Linked DNA regions of Mus musculus: region 2 is linked to region 1. The links are chromatin contacts, called in public HiChIP or PLAC-seq maps. All regions are on one chromosome and are shown on one strand. The core of a region is the stretch at or near the end of the contact, and the rest is flanking DNA. Distances in the headings are between cores, read along the strand shown. Region 1 has its middle 210 kb from the start of Gm22974. Region 2 overlaps Adgrl3 (adhesion G protein-coupled receptor L3).

Region 1 (5,353 bases), core at 2,054-4,553:
CAGTGGGTTAATTCTCAGACAATTACCAGTTTGACAAAATACATTGATATTTCTATTTCTGGAAGTAAAATAGTATTACATAAAATAATTTCAAATCATTTGTTTAGTGTACATGATCATATAATTATTTATGATTGTATACTACATATACATAAATGAACACTGTCTTTGTAAACAGTTTTCTAGGCACTGTGCTAAATATTAGTTAATCTGATACCTCAAATATTGTGTAGGGACAATTATTTTTCTCATTTGAAATTTAAGAAACAGACACACAGAAAATACTAAAGTCACATAGGAGGTTAGTAAGAAACCTAGGTTTTGAACAAAGTTTAGTTTCAGAACCCACACTTATAAATATCACAGTATAATTACATATAAAATACATTTCTCTTTTGTAGGTACACTTATTAGATTGAGCCATTTGGTGAGAGATTAAAAAATCAATTTCATGTGTTAACTAATATAGTGAAGGTGGAATTTGAAGAAGAAAAGTAAATATTTGTTTGGAATGAAAAGATACAATAATATTGAGAGAGAAATGAAACCTACAAATAAATTGTGAAAGAGTATAAATCCCTAATGCCCCATGGGCATGTGAGAGTGAATACAGAGTTAGCAAATTTTAATCAATTCAACAAACCCAGCATGGATTCTGAGAGGAGACATATTGTACATGATAGATATACAAACAATCTATAGAATTCTGTTAACTAGTTCCAAGGACTACCTCTTAAGTTTCATACTTAAAGACATTTCTAAGGTTGATGAGTATGTGGCTGGCTGATTAACTGAGTTGAAATCTCTGTACTGGGACTTTTTTTGTCTAGTTCCTTTTTATTTAGCATGATATAACACTGATTGACCCCCTGACACAAGAGTAATTTCCCTTGGAAAGGAATTCTTGAGTGGATAGAAAGTTACTGTTAAATATACTTCTGGAATCACCTTGTGGATTTCTAATTTTAAAAAGCAAACACAAGTGATCCTGGCCCAAAAATAAAAATATCCAAGCCAAACTACCTTTCTATAGAGTTTATATTTAAATAATAAATATATTTACTTAGGTTTTAGTGTTTTTGTTTATTTTTTACTAATATATAGCTGATCATGTGATTATGTAATGATTGTCATATGTCTATTATATCTTCCCAGAATTAAATTAGAAATACAGCAGACTAGGAATACAGAGATAACAATATATGAAGTGAAACAGAAAATTTTTGTCACCATATCATAAAACCCATGGATATAGTAATACAAATAAAAAGAACTCTTAATGTATATCTCCTAAACAAATCTCTAGGTCTCTTCAAAACTATCAGGTAACAACTGCTAATATTTCTCACATGTCAGGATCACTATTGCAGTGCCATTTCCCAACAGCCATACTCTTATAGAAAGATAGGCATATCTGGAGTTTAGAATTATAAATACAAAATTAGTAATTAAAGGTTACTTTGATGAGAATAAAGGGAGAACATTTATTATTTTTGGAAGAAAGTCAAGAACAATATTGCCAGTAAGCGCAATGACAAAGAATGTAGCCGAATGCCCAGGAGTATATATCTTTATTTATTTATGCGTATCATAAGCCTAACCATGTGTCTCATGACTGTAAGTATAGATATTTCCTATCTCTATCTGAAAGTCAAAATATTACCAATGAGGATATTCAAGACATGTACTTATACATGCTAACATACTAAAATTTACTTAATGGAACATTAAGTTCTTAATAATAAAAAGAGCTTATGGATAGCCATGGAAAAAATAAATGTGAAGAAGAGCAGGAAAATTCAGCTTGTAAACAACATGGGGAACAAGCTGTGCTAAAGGCAGATACAAGAGTAAAGAAGATTGATTCAGAAAACGAGCCCAGTGTTTAAGAAGCATGAAATGAAAAACAATATATATTTTGCTGTTATGATGTCTTAAAGCACAATATATTTTATTTTGGTGATCCTGGCAACACATAATTTTCCTTGCAAACTTATGTCGGCATTGCTTTATACTTGCTCATGGTGCAAGCTGGAGAAGCTCAGAATTGACATCAGGAATAAACACGAATCTAACCTCTAATTTCACACTCTGAACTTCCATTTTATCAAATATAAACAATGATAAAGTGATAAAAAAGAGGATTCTATATAATAGGAGCCAGATAATTATAAAGTAAAATATAAATTTGCTTATGGGGTATGTAGTCACTGTCGCATTGTCATGTGGAAAATGTCACCAGGACATAGTGACTTCTAGAATAGCCATATATACATGAGGAGAGCCTGTCTTAAAATAACACCAACAAATGAAAAACACCAATTCATTATGAATATTTACAATAGGAAAAACTTGTAAAACTTTTGCATCCTTTGAGACATAATTTTATTTATTTGCAATTCTATGGATCTACCTGTATTGGCAAATAATTAATCAATGATAATACATGAGATTGAACTTATAAATTACCATCAAACTTCTGTCTGTCTATATGTCACAAATAAAATTAAAGTATTTTAGTCACAACATTATTCCACAGTTTCTTCTTTAATTACCAATTCTGAAAATGATTTTTGAAACATAAAAATGAAAAGGGAGTGATATCTTTTATGAGATAAATGTTCCGTTGAGCCTTTAGTGGTTTCTATATCTCCGGAAGTAATTTCAAAGACAGTAAACATAAGCTTGTGTTCTAACCTGTGTAAATGTACAAAAGTTATGTTCTAACCAGAATGGGCTTTATTTTAGTGTCTCAATTTTCTACCTATCTTTTCTTCTAGGGGGACCATATTTTGAATATGTATTTAAACATAAATATTTTAACACATACAGAAAACATTCAGTAACTTAAGGATCAATACTATAAATATAGTCCAAAGGTATATTGTGTAGCATTTTCCTGTAAGTTGAAACAACCTCTTCTGGAGGGTGGAGAGAGCACCATGAGACTTAGGAATTAAACAGGATCACAAGTTTGAGAAAGCAGAAATAACAGTGTTCAAAAGCCTCTTCCCAAGTCTACAAATCAGCAAGGAATTGCTGGAGAGAGATACGCAGACCAGCCAAGCTGTTGAAAGATAATTGTGAACCAAACCTCTGGAGCTGCCTGAAATTCCCAGCAGGAAAGCAGCTTTTATGGGATCTGAATCTTGCTGTGGTGGGCTATTTGATGATATGGCTGCCTTGGAATCCTTCTTACTCCTGTGAGTAATTTCTCATCCATGCTCTTGTAAATAACATCCGTAAACTCACTGATTCACCAAGTTGTACTTTGATAGAGTCATCAGACTGGTCTGTGAGTGGTCGCTGATCTGGGGCAAATGCACGTTTGCTAAGTCTTTTCTGGAAACACACAAGGAGTCAACAGTAGTCACAAAGCTGTGTGAATGTCAACACGGCTGAGTCAGGCTTTGACTAGAGGCAAGCTGCTGCTCACAAGTGCAAAGACTATGGGATCGGAACAGTGCCCACATAGAGTGAGATGCCTTGGGATCTGAAGAGTGCCCACATGGAGTAAGATGCCTTATTCTTCTCTTCTGCTTCCCCGTTTCTCACATATCTACCATGAACTCTCAGACTTGTGATGAATCTCTGCTTACTCATATGGCCCTGCCATGCCAAAGACATATTAGCAAGACATAACAGAACTCTTTTAATTGGACAAAGATTAAAGGACCTATAAGAATACAATGGATTATGACTAAATACCTATCAATAGTGGTCACTGTTTTGCTGACATTAACTGACTCACTGAAGCAGAAACCCACGCAGCACAGTAACTTATTGTGAGGTTCTAAGAATGTGGGAGGCCAGCTTTTTACTCAGGACCTCGTCATAGCCTTGTCTGGGCCTTGTCCTTCATGTTTCCATTCTTTCAGTGTCCTGACAACAGGTTCCACAAGTATAAAAATGACCTTCATGCTGAGAGAGAATGGGGCCATCATTTGAGACCACATGTGTTCTCTCCACATCTGTACTTCACAACATAGCCTTTTGTTTCTGCACAGAACTTGCAAAAATGTAGTTATATATTCTTGTGCTTTCTTTGTTTTTGTTTATGTTCCTTATTTTAAAACAAGAATTCAGATCAGCGACCATGTTAGTCTGGTTCGTTTGTTCCTTCCTAAGCTATTAAACACACACAAGCCACAAACACACACACGTGAACACGCCCATGCACAGGCACACACTTCAGAGTTAGATGCTCTACAACTTTTTCTTCTTCCCTCTCTTCTTCTCCATTTTAAATGTAGAAAGGTAAATTATATTTCTTCTACCCAATTTTTACCAAAATGGTGTTACATCTAACTTATGCCTAGTTTGTTTGTTTGATTTTTGAGGCAGGTTTACATGTAGCCTACATTGTCCTCAAAGTCACCATGTAGCTCCGGCTGGCCTTGAACTGCCCCTCCTGCTTCCACCTGCAAAATTCTGAGATTGCAGGAATTTAACATCACACTCAGATCACTTTTTTTTCTTTATTAGATATTTTCTTTATTTGCATTTCAATGTTATCCCCTTTCCTAGTTTTCCCTCTGAAAATCCCCTATACCCTCCCTCCTCCCCCTGCTACCCAACCCACTCATTCCTGGTCCTGGCATACCCCTATACTGGGGCATAGAGTCTTCACAAGACCAAAGGCCTCTCCTCCCATTAATGACCTACTAGGCCATCCTCTGCTACTTTTATAGATAGAGCCACAAATTCCACCATGTGTTTTCTTTGATTGGTAGTATAGTTCTAAGGAGCTCTGGGGGTACTGGTTAGTTCATATTGATGTTCTTTCTATGGGGTTTCAGTTCCCTTCATCTTCCTGGGTATTTCTCTGGCTCCTTCATTGGGGACCTTGTAATCACTTTTATTTAATATTATATTAGGTAAATAATTTCTTCAAAAATCTTTATAGAACACTCTAGTAAGAAAACATTTTTTTCCTCAGTCACATTTGCCTATAAGGGTTAATTCCTAATACAGAGGCAACAGATGACCATTGACAAATAAATAGAGTGCTGCATAAATGCTGTGTTTTATGTAGATTCAAATATAGATTATTCATTAAAGGAATGCACTATTATTACTCCATAAGAATTATAGGATTATCTTCTCTTTTGTGGATACCAGGAAAAAGTGGATAGTATTAAACCATCACAATTATAATTAGCAGTGGAACCCTAGCTTTGAAACAATTGATTGCTAAAAATTTTATTGAATTGTAGTATAAAAATGTTAGTAGTTTTCAAAACATAAACGTTCCTAGTGATTAAGAGACTAAAAAGCAAAATAAAGAATATGTCTTATGATTGTTTCTGTCATGGTAAGTTATATTTTCAAAAGTCTCAAAGTAATAATCTAT
Region 2 (5,397 bases), core at 2,388-4,887, 680 kb before region 1:
AGTAAGAAGAAGCTGGAAAGGAAGGCAGTTAGGCAGGAAGGATGGAAGAAAGAAACCAATGTACAATGGGCATTAGTGAATTTAGTAAAAGACCTAGATTGCTGAGGTAATATTCTCAGACAGAACTCATAGACAGTGGGAAGAAAAACGTTCTCTTTAACCTTTAAAATGCTTTTCTTAGTTAGGGACCACCATAAGATATTCTGATAGTGGGAGAACTGAGTTGTGACTTTGGTACATGGATCCTATTGTGGCCACTACTCTATTTTCGTATAACAAACTCATTTGCTAACTTGCTAGGTTAGCCAGCATTGTTTTGGGTGAAAGGAGTTTGAAATTTGGATATATACTTAATAGTTTTATTGAGTCCTTTTGGTGGGCTGCTAAGAATTACTGTAACCTGGTTGGCTCATAACGAACCATTTAATTATGACATTTCTGGAGGCCGGAGGGTTTAAGATAAAAGCATTGGTAAATGTGGTGTCAGTTGTTATTTCTTTGCTCCTAGACTGTGCCTTGGTCTTCACCAACAGCCTCCCTAGTATCATACCAAGCGATTAATCGTAAATGTGATATAAAAGACATACAAATGTTCAGTCTACTGGAGTCCCTAAAAAAATCCCTGAACTTACCTTTACTGAACTGATTTTAATATGCATTCATCATTCAACAAGCATCTCATGATTGGGAACTGGTTTAGTGAATAAAGGTACCACTGCCAGTCCCCACCTCTCCCACGAGAGAAAAACAACACTTCAAGTTGTCCTCTGCCCTCCACAGGTCTCCTACCTTATGTGCACATGGATGGTCACAGAATAAATCTGTTTTCATTGCAATCGTTCATGTCTCCCATTTGTCTAACTTCACAACCTCAGCAAGTCATTTGCCTTCTCAATGCCTATAGTCTTGTATCTGGAAAATTAGGGCTGATCAGCTGGAGGGTGCTTTAAACTTATGAAAGCCATTTTTTATTCCATGACACCTAGCTTCTTGTCCTGCAATTTCAAGTAATTACATAGGGCTTGGTAATTTCTTTCCTGCTTTAGAAATCTATTTCCTTATCATGAAACACGGAAAGTGAAGGACGGAAGAGATTAATACCATCCTTAAAGCTCAGAGTCCAAGTTGAAAGTGATTGATGATACAACATGGGTGCTTCCATGTCGCATAGGTTGCGATGTTATATTTTAGTAGAACAAATAGATTAAATTTTTGTCAGAAGAAAAAACACTGAAATATTACTTCAAAATAGACATAGGGAATAATAAAATGAGTATACATGTACTGTTATTGACAATAAACATAGTAGAAAACTACTAAATTACTGCATGGAAATGGCAAATTGCCAAAAACTTCCTGACATAAGCTGTCATATTCAATTCATAATTTTAGCTTTTACTACTATGTCTTGACTTTTCTCACAAGCAGTAGAACTACTAAGACTAAGCAAAAATTCCACTCTCTCCCCTAAATAGGTTCAAGTTCTTTACCACAAAACACAAATACTGATACAAATTTAGGTCTGCTGATAAGGCTCAAAGTTAGATCTCTTGCTTAGCATTCACCAGGCCCTAGGTTCAATACCCAGGACCAGAAAAAAAAAAAAAAACATTACTCAGAAATAAATGCTGAAATGTAACATTACAGGAGTAACATTACACTTAGTGTGTACTAGTACCAGGTTTAATTCCTAATATAAAAAACTTTAAAAACTTAAACATAAAATAAAACTAAGAGGCAAGTAAATAAAGATATACACACATTCTTGATAAGGAGAAAAAAAGAAGACTATTTCAGAGTCTTTTTTAAAAAAAAAAAAACTCAATCTTTGCTACCACATGTTAAATCCTATTCTGCAAATGTTTATATTGAATCCTAATCCCTCTTACCTCAAAATGAGATCTTATTTAAAAACAGGTCTCTAAGGAGTATAATAGTTAAAATGGTATCCTTAGAGTGATCCACTTGTTCTCATAAATGGAAAATTTGGACACACAGAGAGAAGACACCACAGAGTGAAGTCTGGAGACTTCATAGCCTTAAGCAGGAATTCGCCAGAAACATTCACCTCATATTTTCAGAGCAGCAGGGTAATAAATTCTGTGTTTAAAGTGCCCACGTTGTCAGACACTAGTCCTAATAAGTTAATAATCTCCCGCGATGCTGAGATCTGAGCAAATTCTTGCAGAGCCCCATCCTAAGATCAAAATAGCTTCAGACTTTTCATAGTCACGAATTGGGAATCATAAATCCTCATAATACCTAGTCTAGAAATCCACAGACGCACGAGGAAATTACAGAGGAAGGATGCTTTAGAGAAAAATCTAACGAATCTCCATTCATAGATCCTCCAATTCAAAGCATCAGAGTCATTAAGCATAAGCTGATACATCCATGTCCTACAGACTTATATTTTTTTTTTCCAGTTCTACTTTTTTGTCCCTTCAACAAGATTAATTTTCTTATAACAGAATCAGTGGTGTCAAAACAATACATCATTATATATAAATTTAAAGATGACTTCAAAGCACCCTACACTGAGTTGGAACATTATATTTAATTATGCATAAAGATGGAAAATCTGGGTTTGACAAAACTATTCAACAATAGCTACATGATATGACAAAATAAAAACAAGTTTATTGAGGAGTGACTGAAGTTGATCTTCCATCTAAAGACAACTTCCAAATTCAATTTCATTGAGAATTAAAATAATAATTTAATAGAGAAAATTTCCTAAGATTTATTGGTTGTAATTAACAAATATTTATGAGGCAGATATGGAAAACTGTGTTTCATAATGAAGAGAAAATGTCCTGAGAATACTTGATCTCTAAAATGATGGCTAATATTCATCAAAGAGAAAGCTAGAGAAATGGCTTCTATTCAAAATGACAAAGTCAGTTGGTCAAACTGAACAAGAGTTGTTTTCTCTCTCCCCCTCTCCTCTCCCCTCTCCCCATTCCCTCTCTCCCTCCTCCCCTCTCCCCTCTTCCTTCTCACTTATCACCTCTCACCTCTCACCTCTCCTCTACTTCCCAATTGGATTCTGTTTGTTTGTTGTTTTAAATAAGTATGTTACAGTTATTCCTATGGAAAATAAGACACATCAGGAAATCTGTTTCTGCACCTGGTCTAGAGCTGGAATGAGATTATAATGGAGACATAATTTGAATAGTTACATCTTGATGAATTAAAGGTCTGTCCTCCTCCAGAACACATGCTGTTTCTCAACAGCCTTCTTATGCCGTAGGACGAGGACTAGAATCCATCCAGCCTTTCAGATTATTTTAAAATAGCACTTTAAAATGATGACAGATGAACAGAACTGAGTTTTTCTGTCTGTCAGAGGTATTTAATATTTAACCATTACTCTCCAAAGCGGGGGGGGGGGGGGGGAGGGGGGCGGGGGGCGGGGGAGAGCATGCCTTATTAGCCATTGTGGCCAACATGAGTTATCTCATGAAATTTTTCTTAATTGCATAAATCCTATGAGTTACCAACTATGGGTTTAAAAACTGACAAAAGGCACAATACAGCATTGTCCCCTGGCTTCTCTGTCTGCTTTGTTCCACTCACATGATTAATGGGAGTGCTCTAGCTCAGCACCATGACGGACTCTTGGAGAATCAGGAAGTTAGGGAAGGTTTCCTCAATGCTGCCTGGTTAAAGTTGGGACTAACAGCACTGGAAAGGCTTCCTTTGCAGGCAATGAGTTCAGAAAGTGTTCTTGGCAATGTTGCTACTCGAATCTCATCCTGTGACTCAGTAGAGGGTGACTACAGATCAAAAGCAAAAAAAGGAACTGCCTCCTTGAGAACATAGCCATTATTAAAGAAAAGGGGGCATTCGGAGAGTATCGGGTGTCAGATTCTATTGTTCTAAATTACTTTTAGAATTTTATTTATGGTATTGTATTGTGGGCACCTCCATATATCACAACTCGAGAGCCGAGATCAGATGGCATCTCTGTTAAGCAGTTCTCTGTTACCTTTCTACATGGGTCAAACTCAGGTTACCAGGAGTCAGCTATCAAAATCAAGTCTCTCCATTTGTACATAAAGATCAATTTTTCTGCTAAGCCATTTTACCATCTCACAAAGTAATATTTTTGTTTTATATAATATATAGTATATATATATATGTGTGTGTGTGTGTGTATGTATATGACACTAGACAATATATATATATATATATATATATATATATATATATATATATATATATCATGATGAATAAATAGCCTGTCATTTCCTCTTCAGGTAGCAAGCTATATACCCTGACAAGAATGCAAACAAATAAGGTGCAGAGGTACAAATATTTTATTCTTGATTTTCATGTTTCCTACATTTTGAATCACACTTTCCTCCCCTTATGGCACTGGCAAGAAACAAAGTAACTCATAACAAATATGTCAACACTCTAAGTACAAAATATTATAAAGCATGAACATTTGTGCTGGGGATAGCGACTGCCAGTATGTGTCAGACTCAGGGACGATTAGCGAACAAGACCGAGCCAAATTCAGCCTAGTCATACTCAGTGGCATGGTGGGTGCAATCCAAGCTTTTATTTTTAAACTTTTCCATTTCCTAATTTTTATTTAACTATCCACCAAGGCCACAAACAAAAGCAGCTCCTACTGGCAGATGATGGACAACCGCATGAAGACATCCGACTCACCAGACAAAAATGAACAGGGATGGAAATACAATTCATAAGCACTGAGTCATCTCTCTGCAAATAAATCAGTTCATTGACTGCTCAGACAACAAAGGCTGGAACTCGATGGGGTGAGGGGGCGGCAAGGGTTGGGGATATTGGTGGTGTTGACAGCAATAATTAAGTAGCTACCCTATCTGAGTGCTTCCTCTGGGCCAAGCACAGTGCTAAGTGTATTATATAAACTCTCATTTATCCCATACATAGAACAATACGTGATGAAATTCATAATCCTCAAGTATGACTAAGCTCTCGTTCTGCACCAATACCTCTGCTAGGGATTATTCTCATTAATCCTCATTAAAATGATTTTACACACAATGTTCTCTTTTGCTTCTTAAGGCAATAGTTGTATAATCTCCCGTTTACCAATAGAGCAAAAAAGGAAAGTTCAAGTCCTAGGACCATTGTTCAGCAGTGTTTTGGAACATGAAAATGGATTTGGATACAATAGATATGTTCTTGGGAGGCTAGGAAGTGGTGCCGATTTCTGCCAGATGCTTAATAAGAACCTTCTTTAAAGTAAAGTGGGCCCATTGTAGGAATCCTCAGAGATTCTGAGAAAAACAACTGAGTAATCTCCAGGATATGTGCCCAGCTAATTTAAAGACAGGAAATATGAATGTAGATAAATGATAATGATAGATAGATAGATAGATAGATAGATAGATAGAT

What was found. HiChIP or PLAC-seq counts read pairs in DNA pulled down with a chosen protein or histone mark.
Region 2: a contact with region 1 is called in an H3K27ac HiChIP or PLAC-seq map of the NIH/3T3 cell line, with 6 times the contacts expected there. The contact joins two enhancer-like sites. A contact is called at or near these places in 2 of 484 Hi-C or Micro-C datasets (the MC38 cell line and tail fibroblasts) and 1 of 115 datasets of contacts at active chromatin or transcription factors (the NIH/3T3 cell line).

What each region holds. Positions count from the first base shown.
Region 1 is chr5:80,682,046-80,687,398 of GRCm38.p6, reverse strand. No RefSeq gene overlaps it. Among named protein-coding and RNA genes, the nearest start is that of Gm22974, 210 kb to the left of the region's middle. Within about 2 kb of position 3,303, at least 27 of the 459 cell types and tissues checked have an H3K27ac peak or open chromatin away from gene starts, as enhancers often do. A contact at or near this core is called in the NIH/3T3 cell line and tail fibroblasts, where this site is marked.
Region 2 is chr5:81,363,686-81,369,082 of GRCm38.p6, reverse strand. All of the region lies in intron 5 of Adgrl3 (adhesion G protein-coupled receptor L3), which reads right to left. Among named protein-coding and RNA genes, the nearest start is that of Adgrl3, 350 kb to the right of the region's middle. Within about 2 kb of position 3,637, at least 46 of the 459 cell types and tissues checked have an H3K27ac peak or open chromatin away from gene starts, as enhancers often do. A contact at or near this core is called in the NIH/3T3 cell line and tail fibroblasts, where this site is marked.